2 separate regions of the Xenopus laevis genome follow, and region 1 is linked to region 2. Evidence: chromatin contacts called from public Hi-C data. All regions are on one chromosome and are shown on one strand. The core of a region is the stretch at or near the end of the contact, and the rest is flanking DNA. Distances in the headings are between cores, read along the strand shown.

The links. Hi-C and Micro-C count contacts between places; a contact is called where the count stands out from the background.
Region 1: a Hi-C map of the XTC cell line shows a contact between it and region 2, with 4 times the contacts expected there. The contact joins two enhancer-like sites. A contact is called at or near these places in 3 of 4 Hi-C or Micro-C datasets (the XL177 cell line, the XTC cell line and animal cap).

The regions. Positions count from the first base shown.
Region 1 is chr9_10S:103,107,730-103,113,196 of Xenopus_laevis_v10.1, reverse strand. No RefSeq gene overlaps it. Among protein-coding and RNA genes, the nearest start is that of slc9a3r2.S, 30 kb to the right of the region's middle. Within about 2 kb of position 3,751, at least 1 of the 7 cell types and tissues checked has an H3K27ac peak or open chromatin away from gene starts, as enhancers often do.
Region 2 is chr9_10S:103,002,225-103,007,753 of Xenopus_laevis_v10.1, reverse strand. It overlaps slc9a3r2.S (SLC9A3 regulator 2 S homeolog), which reads left to right. Exons shown (of 7, transcript NM_001090246.1): 4 at 4,364-4,517; 5 at 5,133-5,170. Among protein-coding and RNA genes, the nearest start is that of tsc2.S, 15 kb to the right of the region's middle. Within about 2 kb of position 2,028, at least 2 of the 7 cell types and tissues checked have an H3K27ac peak or open chromatin away from gene starts, as enhancers often do.

The DNA of each region.
Region 1 (5,467 bases), core at 2,502-5,001, 100 kb before region 2:
TGGAGATACAGATCTTTACTGCTAAAGAGCTGTGGTTGCTTTGGGCTGGTACAATGGTTGCCACCTTTTCTGGAAAAAAATACCGGCCTTCCTATATATTTATCTTTTTTCCTTATTAATAACATTGGGATCAACCATAATTTTTACCGGCCAGGCCGATAAATACCGGCCAGGTGGAAGCCCTAGCTGGAACAGAAGCAAAACAAAAAATAATGTGCAACATTTCTGGACTCTCAACCCCATACTCCACCAACTTCAGGTCCCCCCTCACTGTCAGGACTGCCAGAAGTACCCGACGGCGCTGCTCACCTTCTCGGCGGTCGCAATAAAAATCCAAGATGGTGGCACCCATGTTGAACACATGGGTGCAGCGTCGTCGCATGATGACGTCATCACTGGTGCCGATGGAAATCCAAGATGGCGGCGCCCATGTTGAACACATGGGTGCAGTGTCGCTGTATGATGATGTCATCACTGGTGCCGGGTTTTTTTCATAAAAGGGCACCCTGGACACTGAAACCCTGCCCAATTATTGGTTTCTTGTGCTATAGAACCTGGGTGTTTTTGCTATTGTTATCCTGATCCTGATTCCTGCCTGAAACTCTGACTTTGAACCTGATCTGCCTGCCTCCTGAAACTTTGCATGGACTTCAACTATTCTCTTGTTTAACCCCTCGGATACCACGATTTTGGACTCTGGTTCCTGGCTTCCTCCTTGGTCCAGACTACTCCCTTTGGGAGTGTCAAGGATTAGGTAGGGGGCGCTGTAGAGACTGAAGGGAAAGGGCGAGTCCTTAAGGCAGGAGCTGTATGTGCCTAGGGAACACTTGAAGGGAATGCAGGAACAGGTTGATGAGGGCGAAGAGTCAGTCTGGACCAGTTGCAGAACAGGACGGAGAGGGCGCAGATCAGGACTGGACTAGGAAGGAAGAAGAGGGCGACGACTCAACAGGAACAGACTGGACAGGAGTGGAACAGGAACAGACTGGACAGGAGTGGAACAGGAACAGACTGGAAGGGACAGGACGGTGCGGGCGTAGATCAGATCAAACTGGGGATAGAGTGCAGAAGGGGACTGGAGCAAGATATAGCAAGAGGGGACTGGAGCAAGATATAGCAAGAGGGGACTGGAGCAAGATATAGCAAGAGGGGACTGGAGCAAGATATAGCAAGAGGGGACTGGAGCAAGATATAGCAAGAGGGGACTGGAGCAAGATATAGCAAGAGGGGACTGGAGCAAGATATAGCAAGAGGGGACTGGAGCAAGATATAGCAAGAGGGGACTGGAGCAAGATATAGCAAGAGGGGACTGGAGCAAGATATAGCAAGAGGGGACTGGAGCAAGATATAGCAAGAGGAGACTGGAGCAAGATATAGCAAGAGGAGACTGGAGCAAGATATAGCAAGAGGAGACTGGAGCAAGATATAGCAAGAGGAGACTGGAGCTGGATAGCAAGAGAGGGGTACAAGGCAGGGTCGGAAAGCAAGAATCAGGAATAGGCAAGACAAGATCAGTACAAGGTGAAGTCAGGGCAAGGTACAAGAAGACAAGGACAGGCAGACAAGGCAAGGCAGAATAATAAGGGAAAAGGGGCAAGAGCTAGAACTACCTAGTTAGGGGCGCTGCCGCAGTACTAGGAAAATCATACAATGCTCTGGCAAGGAGTGGTCTGAGTGCTGCCCTTAAATAGGGAAGAGTCAGCCCTGATTGGCTGATTAAGCTAGGCAGCAGCTGGGTTGGGGCTGTAGATGCCTAACAGGCTGCAGCTGAGCTGGGGCTGGAGAGGCCAATCAGGCGGCAGCTGGGCTGGGACTGCAGAGGCCAGGTTACACATAGCGAGCAACCCTACAGGCTGCTCACCTGGCCAAATGGTTAAAGTATCGCGCCAGAAACCCAAAGGTCCCCGGCTCGAATCCCAGCAATACCTGACAGGGAGCCACTAGGCCCCCTGACACTCACCAGCCACAACCTTCCTTCATCCACCCCACTCCCTATAACTGCTGGTACCTTTTTTTTTTTATTTGGTGGGGAGAGTGAAGATAATGGTCATAGTCTCTATTTCTGCCTTCATACAAAACATTACAGGGGTACAGCACTAAGCAAGAGCTGGTCCTTATAAATAATATTATATAGTGAATAAAGTGTCCCTTATTGTAAAATATAAGGATATTCTAAGTCACAAAGGAGTTCCATGACCATATAAAAACACGAGGCCACTGGCCAAGTGCTTTTATACAGGTCATGGAACTCTGAGGTTACAACAGGGGTACCTGCTGTAAAAGGCCATGCACTGCAGCAGTCTCCTCTGAGATAAAGCAAAAGCTCTGCCTCTAATATGAATAAATCACACTTTTTAATTTAGCATTAAAAAGTAATATCTACCTATAAATCTAAATCTGAATGCAGTAGAGGCAGAGCTTTTGCTTTATCTCAGAGGAGACTGTTGCAGTGCACAGCCTTTTACAGCAGGTGGCGACGTTTGGCTCCAGCAGGATCTCAGCTGAGTTCAGTAATTCTGTTTCTGAGGAGAGGCTTCCAAACGCTAATAAATAAATTGGTCATCACACTCATCACTTTCTCTGTTAAATACTAAATTGAGATTTGATTTACTGTTAGATTCATATGTTTCGTAATTGTGGAATTTCGATGACTGAGAATGAGATCACTTGGCGCTGATGAGGTTAAAGGCTACAGATTTTTAAGAAATGCTTCCTTGGGGTGCAACCATTTATTTTGTAGGCAACCATGCCTTTTTACAACCAGCATAAAACCATTTTATTGCCTTTAAAACACATCTATATGTAAGTAACCCTGTACAAGATCTCTGGCAGCCTGTAAGCCGTCTGACAGTCCCTTTGGGCTCCTTGTGGCTGGCAGTTTGCTGGTTCGAAGGTCCTGATTTGGGGCAATGGAAACTATTTATTACTGGTTTTTATAATGCCGTTAACTCTCAGCTGAGAAGTGAAAAGAAAAACGATGATAATGGCCGTAGTCTTTATTTCTACTTTAGTACAAAACAATACAGGGGTACAGCACCAAGCAATGGGCTGGCCATTATTATTATTATTATTATTATTAATAATAATAATATTAATAATATATAAATAATAAATGTGATTAGTATTTGTCATGTGATCAGTATTATCCAGTTTATGAAAATTATATATCACTCACGTCAGTCCCTGCCCCAGTGGAGTTTACAGTCTAAAGTCCCATCACATTCATTATGGTCAGTTTTATCCAAATTCAAACTCAAAATGATTTTTCCAGAGTCACCCTGATTTGCCCATCTAGTCATTCGCAGTTATAGTCCGGCCACTTGCTGTCAGTAATTTGCACATATCCATTAAAACAGAAAACACCCAAATCTTCAGAAAACCATGGAGAATAATCTGGGTTGTGGTCTATGCAGAACAGTAATGTGGCCTTAGTGGAACAGGCACAGTTTCAGACTGGGGGATCCGCACTTAGCCCCTACCCCAACACACAAGTACCTTATTTCATCTTGCTGCAGCCACAATCAAGACCAGGGAAGTGAGGGTGCAGCACCCAGGGTGAGGAGCAGGTCTCACAAGGGCCGGGCCCAGTCCGATCTGAACAAGTGTGACGGGAGTCCTGATTCCCTGTTGACATAACTAGCCAGCAGTCTAGGTCCCCATTTCACTGCTTTGGGCCTCCTGGAAGCAGAGCTGTATTTTGGTTTGGTGCTGCCCTAGACACCTCCCTTGCTCCTCTCTAATCAGGGTCGGACTGGGCCGCTGGGACACGGGGAAAAAACTTGGTGAGCCCCGGTCCTTATGGGCACCCGTTGGCCATGAACTGTTCCCCTGATCAGCTGTTGAGACACATCGCTGAGTCTCTTGAGCATCCGCTCAGCACAAGTTTGGAGGCTGGGAGGGGGCCCCTTGAGACTGCAACGAGGGCCCTTCATTTTGCAGCCCCTGTGGGCCCCCAATGCTCCAGTCCGACCCTGTCTCCAATTGCATACATGACTTGATCACAGAAGAGAGGCGGTACCCCCATACTCCTTGGGGGGATTTTTTTTTCTTATATATAGGTAGGGTTGCTACCTTTTTTTGGAAAAAATATACTGTAAATACCGGCAAAAACTGTAAAATACTGGCCAGGTGGCAACCCTATGTATAGGCCACATAAAGTCCTACTGTAGCCTTAGTTGTGAAACCATTGCTTTGTGCAACATGCCCTTCAGAGGCAATTCAGCACTTGTTGCTACCCTAGAGTGACCTAGCAACTGCTGCCCTCCTCAACCCCCAGTTTACCTTTTCTAGTGTCGGAGCTGGTTGTAGGGGGCACATCGCTAGAGTAGAGTACAGTTCTGCTCTCTGCACTAGAAGAGCCGAAATTCAGATTTAAAAAACAATTACGAATTTTGGCTCTTGAACTACCAGGAGGGTTTTTTCCCACCCCTGGTAGCCTGTGGGCATTGCCCTTTCACACCTGTATGCTGTTTTCCATTTCATGGTGTCTCACCAAAAAGCAATGGCGCAATGGCAGATCAATCCAGTTTTAATAGAAACCTCTGTTTACTCCATAACAAAGGCAATGAAACAATAACTTGTTTGAGGCAACAGAAGAGGATTGTGCAATTGTGTCTCTGAGAGGGCGCCCCAAGCACAGGAGCCTGCCCCCCCCTCAGCCCATGTCACTGCCCGAAAGATAAACTGGGCCAAGAAGCACAAATCTAAACTAAAGACATTTTGTACTTTCTGGATGTATCTGTCCCCTGTAGGAATTACTGAGCTCAGCATTTCGTCAACTGATTTTCCCCCTTCTTACATGAACCAGATTATTTAACCCTACCGTAGGTTTCTGGGCAAGAGATTTGTCCGTAATTGGGAGCAATACAAAAGAATTTGTTTATTTATGCATTGCCATATTTTGGCATTTTTCTGGATAATGTTGATCATATCTGTACTGTAGAGTTGTTGGTGAGTGCAGCTAACATACACTTGCCCTAAGCAGTCTTGAACTGGGGTCTACCAGCGGCTGCCACCTCAAGGACCCCCCACCAGCTGCACATATATATACACACGTCCATACATCCCAACATTTTGGAAAAAAAAGAGGGACAAAAAAGTTGCCGTGCGTAGCGTGGTGACATTTCCTTGACCACGCCCTTTTGTGTGACCACACCCCCTAATTACCATGTTCATATTACAAAATGTCACCATTTATAAAAGTTTGAACATATTTCTGTGTTTTTTTTTCCAGTTATTACAGTTTTGCTAATGAAGGTGAATTGCCCTTTAAGGCTAAGGCCACACTAGGCGATAGCGCGGCGATTTGACTCGCGGCGACTTTTCGCCGCGACTTTTAAGCCGCAATCGCTGTGGAAACTTTTGCGCTGGCGTCTATGGGGAATCGCCAGCGTAAAAACACACGCGGCGATCTTTTTTCTATTGTCGCTCGAAATCGCCTCGCTAGGCGATTTCGAGCGACAATAGA
Region 2 (5,529 bases), core at 779-3,278:
GAATAATTCATATTGTAAGCAGGAGTGGAATCCCGAGGGGGGTGGGGAGGAAGAGAATTGCAAACATATTCTCCTGCTCGTAGGCAACGTCCATCGGGACATCCTCCTTTCTTCAGACGCTTTAAGACACATGTAAATTATTTCACTTGATCCTCTTGTGTTTGTAGTTTCACTGTCACAATAAATTACCCTAGAGCTTCTGTCGCTGGCCCTTCTGAATGCAGAAGAGGCAATTTTATTGCACTGGAAGCTTCCAATATTAAAGTAAAGTAAATCAAATTACATTTTTTGAGTTAGTTTTAGGGTATAGTCCCTTGCAAGTTGCATAAAGACACATATGTGTAGGTTGTCTTTTTGGATGCCTAAATCACACATGGGGTCACATTGAAGCCATCCGCAGTCCTTTGCATTCCTTGAATTTTCCTTTGCATGTTGTAGAATTACCAGTTCTAAGCAACTTTTCAATTGGTCTTCATTATTTATTTGTTATTGTTCTTTAATTATTTGCCTTCTTCTTCTGACTTTTTTTCCAGCTTTCAAATCGGGGGGTCACTGACCCCATCTAAAAAGTGAATGCTCTTCAAGGCTACAAATGTTTTGTTATTGCTACTTTTTTTTTATTAGTCATCTTTCTATTCAGGTCGTTCCCTGTTCATATTCCATTCTCTTATTCAAATCAGTGCATGGTTGCTAGTGTAATTTGGACCCTAGCAACCAGATTGTAAACTGGAGAGCTGCTGAATAAAAAGCTAAATAACTCAAAAATCACAAATAAAAAATGAAAACCAATTCCAAATTATCTCAGAATATCAGTCTCTACATCATACTAAAAGTTATCTCAAAGGTGAACAACCCCTTTAAAGGGGTTGTTCACCTTTGTCTTAACATTTAGGGCAGAGACACACGCTCAGATTCGGGGAGATTTAGTCGCCCAGCGATAAATCGCTTCTTCTTTGGGGCGACTAATCTTCCTGAACTGCTGCCTCCCGCGAGCTAGAATCTCAATCTCCGGCGGGATGGCACTCAGAGCGTTTCGTTTTCCGAACGAGGCAACTTAGGGCGATCTGTTTACCATCCCGTTGGCGATTTACATTCTAACCGACTGGAGGCAGTTCTGGGAGATTAGTCGCCCCAAAGAAGAAGCGATTTATCGTTGGGTCCCTGAAGAAGAGGAGATTTGGCGATGGGCGACTAATCTCCCCAAATCTGAGTGTGTTTCTGCCCTAAGTATAATGTAAGACAATTTGCAATTGATTTTTAATTTTTTATTATTTGGGGTGTGTGTGTTATTTAGCTTTTTATTCAGCAGCTTTCTAGTTTGCCATTTCAGCAGTCTGGTTGCTAGGGTCCAAATTCCCCTAGCAACTATGCAGCGATTTGAGCAAGAGACTGGAATATGAATAGAAAAGGCCTGAATAGCAATAGCAAATCGTTTGTAGCCTTACAGAGCATTCGTTTTATTTTGAAGTGGTCAGTGACTCCCTTTTGAAAGCTGGAAAAAGTCAGAAGAAGGCAAATAATTAATAAAATATAAAATATATATAAATAATAAAGACAAACTGAAAATGTGCTCATAATTGGCCATTCTTATAACATACTGAAAGCGAATTTAAAGGTGAACCTCGCCTTTGATGTGTCCTGTGATATAACAGAATCGGTGAAGGCAAAACACACCTTGGTAGTGAATGCTTATGGTTACAGACAATTATCGGTAGCCTATTAAAGTTTCCAATGAATATCCAAGGGTTTTGACTGTGAGAGAAAGTTGAAGGGTTTGTGAGGGGGAAAAAAAAAAGCTTCCAGCTGTATTTCCCATAAACTAAACAAGAGAAGTTATGGAGAGTGGACCCAGGATAAGATTTAAGGAAGAGAGAGTACAAGGGAGCAGGGGGCTGTGATGATAGAACTCTGCGGCCCAGTCCCAGCACAAAGCAATTGTTTCTGTCAGGGGAAAGTAGCAGGCGTTGCTAAGGAACCAGGAAGAGAGGCCCTGGTGTTTGTTTTCATTGAGGGCAGAGAGCAAGGAAACAGACTTCTTTAGCCAAAAGGGGAGCATTAACCCCTGCAGCACTATGAGAACCTGACCTGTATTGCCAAGACCAATCCTCTCAGGCAATGGCAGCCATTTCTGTGGCAGAACTAATAAAATAAGCAGCAGAGGCCTTTTGTGTTTAGCTTCCAAATAGGGGAGTGTGGCGCTGACCGTGGCATTACAGGAAGGCTGGCATTTGTGTATACACAGCACTTGATATTTGCTTGTTAAAGGAAAACTATACCCTCTGAACTATGTAGGTCTCTATAAAAAAACATATTGCAAAAAACAGCTCATATGTAAAACCCTGCTTCGTATAAATAAACCATTTTCATAACAATAAAAATGTTTAGTAGTATATAAATAGAAAATTGCCATTTAAAAAATAAGGGCCACCTCCCTGGGATCCTAGGATTTACGGTGCACACAAACATACCAGACATGTTAGGTCACATGAGCCAATTAACAGACAGAGTTGTGTCTTTTGCTTCCCCCCTTCTTCCTGTTGTGGTTAGAGCTGCAGTATTTCTGGTCAGGTGATCTCTGAGGCAGCACACAGACCATCACAAAATGGTGGTTCAAGGCAAGAGATATAAAAGGGCAATATTTACTGAAATATATATACCAGTTTGGTAAGATTCTTTAATAGTCCACTTAATATGATGTAAACTATCTGTTGCTTAAGTATTAATTTTGGGGGTATAGTTTTCCTTTAAACAGGGTGTGTTGTGGGTATGTAACAGTCTACAGCAGTGATCCCCAACCAGTAGCTCGTGAGCAACATGTTGCTCTCCAATCTCTTGGATGTTGCTCCTGGTGGCCTCAAAGCAGGTGCTTATTTTTGAATTCCAGGCTTGGCAAGTTCTGGTTGTATAAAAACCAGGTGCACTGCCAAACAGAGCCTCAATGTAGGTTGACAATCCACATACAGGCTTCCAAATAGCCAATCACAGCACTTATATGGCACCCCAAAAACATTTTTCATGCTTGTGTTGCTCCCCAACTCCTTTTACTTCTGAATGTTGCTCACGGGATCAAAAGGTTGGGGATCCCTGGTCTACAGAGAGGTACCATTTGTTCCCAGGAATGTGCTCGCAGGCTAAAGGCAGTTATGTACCATGGCTCCACATTTTAGATTAGAACCGTACAATCAGCGATGCACAATATGTTGGCTCTATAAATACATGTTAAAGGAGAAGGAAAGGCTTGTGCATTTGGGATGCCAAATGTTAGGCAAGTGATTGTATTTACTTACCTGAAACCCGCGAAGAAAGAAGAAGACAGAAGTGAATCGCTCCGTGGTGCTCCCAGGGCCGGTGCAGTTTTCTGCTAATAGGAGCACCAGCCTGGGGAGCACCACGGAGCCATCCACTTCCGTCTTCTTCTTTCTTCGCGCGGCTGCGCATGCGAAGTAGAACGAAAAGCCGAACTTTAACTAAAAAGTTGGCTATTTTGTTCTACTGCGCATGCATCTGTCCTGGGAAATTTGAAGAAAGAAGCTGGAAGAGGATCACTCTGTGGTGCTCACTGGTATAACCCCGGGCCGGTGCAGTTTTCTGCTGATAGGAGCACTGGCTCTGGGTTTCAGGTAAGTCAATACAATCACTTGGGGGTGGCACCCCCAAGTGCACGAAGCCTTTCCTTCTCCTTTAATAATAATAATAATAATAATAACCTGTTTACAGCTGCTGGTTATCAGAGGTTTGAATGAGAAAATATAGGGTAGGGTAATGTAGTAACAGCTATTTTCTTCAGGTCTAATAACCTGTAGCAGTCAGTCGATGGGAAGCATTTACTGGTCTGCATTTGGAACGGAAATATCAGAATGGATGCCATGTGTTACTAGACAATGTTGTACTTGAATTCCTTCACCTCTTGAATCTTCAAGACTGCATCTACCAGCCATTGCTTCATATGTAATACTTCTTACATTGGCGCCACTATCTTAGGCTTCTCCATCTTGTTTATTTGGTGGCATCGTCTTAGGTTTTTTCCTTCTTGATGATGATGATGATGATCATGATGGTGGTGGTGCCCCATTATCCTTTTCTGGTCTTAGCCAGTTTAAAGTCCAAACATATTGCTGTACTCTGGCTCCCAACATCCACCACCATAAATTAAGTAAGATGTTATGGGAGTTTTAGGTCAATAATATATCCCCATATACCCAACATAAATAAACACTGTAAACTTCAGGCATGACTTTATCGTAAATACATTATTTTAAGAAAAATCCAAGGATTTTGCCTTTTTATATGGAGTTGTGCAAATGGGGAGTTTGATTCACAAGCAATGCCAGACTGTGCCATCATCTCTTGACTCCTTTTTCAGGTGAATGGACAGAATATTGAAAACATAAAGCATTCAGAAGTGGTGGCCAACATCAAATCTAAGGACAATGAGACCAAGCTACTTGTTATAGACCCGGACACAGACGAATACTTCAAGAAGCTCGGGATCACCCCCACTGAGGATCATGCCAAAGGTATGGAGATGACATTGTGTACATGGTGAGGCCTAAATAAACCCACCATTTGCTAGAACCCCTAGAGGTGGTGATGCTGTAGATGTAAAATGTTTTTCGACCTGTCTTTGTGCCCTTAGGAGCCTCACTTGTTGGGCATATTTTTTTCTAAGGACGATGGCACATGGGGTGTTGTGCCCACAGTCTAAAGCTCCTGTTACACCTCCCATGAATGTCAGTCAGGTTTTAGGCCCAGAATTGTGCATGAAATTAGGCTGTTTCAGGCACATCTCAGGCTAACTGTAATATGCCAGCAGAGAAAATACCCAAGTTCCATTTCCTTAAAAAGGCATAAAATGGGCCACTCAGCAGTTCATGAGAAATCTCGGGCCACTTACTGAACTGCTTGTTCTGCTGAAGGGGTATCCAAAGAATATTGTTAGCTGGTAACACCCATGGAAAAGTTTTTTAAATACGTAATTCGTAAGCTAATAACCACTTATGCTTAAATCTAAAGCCCGGATATCTACAAGCTCCTCCTTATAAACCAATGCAAATAAGCAGGGAAGATATTTTCTGTGCACTTTATAGGGTCCATGGATATGTAGTTGTTAACAGCGTGTTTCTTTTCTTCAGGCACCATCCCCTTGACCAACGGGGTGACTCCTACACAGGTCAGTAATACTGAGGGCTTTTCCCCAGGCCATACATAAATGACTACTGCTAAACTTGTTTTTCCAGTCGCATATTATAGTGCTTCTGAAAATTAGAAAAAGGAGATTAATATCCTGTTTGGCTTCTTGTGGAAGCATCAGTACCAGTGAAAGGAATGCAGAACCCCATATGTTTTCTCTGTGCTCTGTGATTGGCTGCTTGCGGTGCATTGCAGGCATTTATCAAACTTTATATTCCTGGGACAAACAGCTCTGAGATTTTTCAAATTCTTTTATAGAGCAGAGAATTTGGCAAGAGTAAATGATAGCATGAATCCTTGGACTGAACTTGCAATGAACTTTATTAGATATTTTGAGAT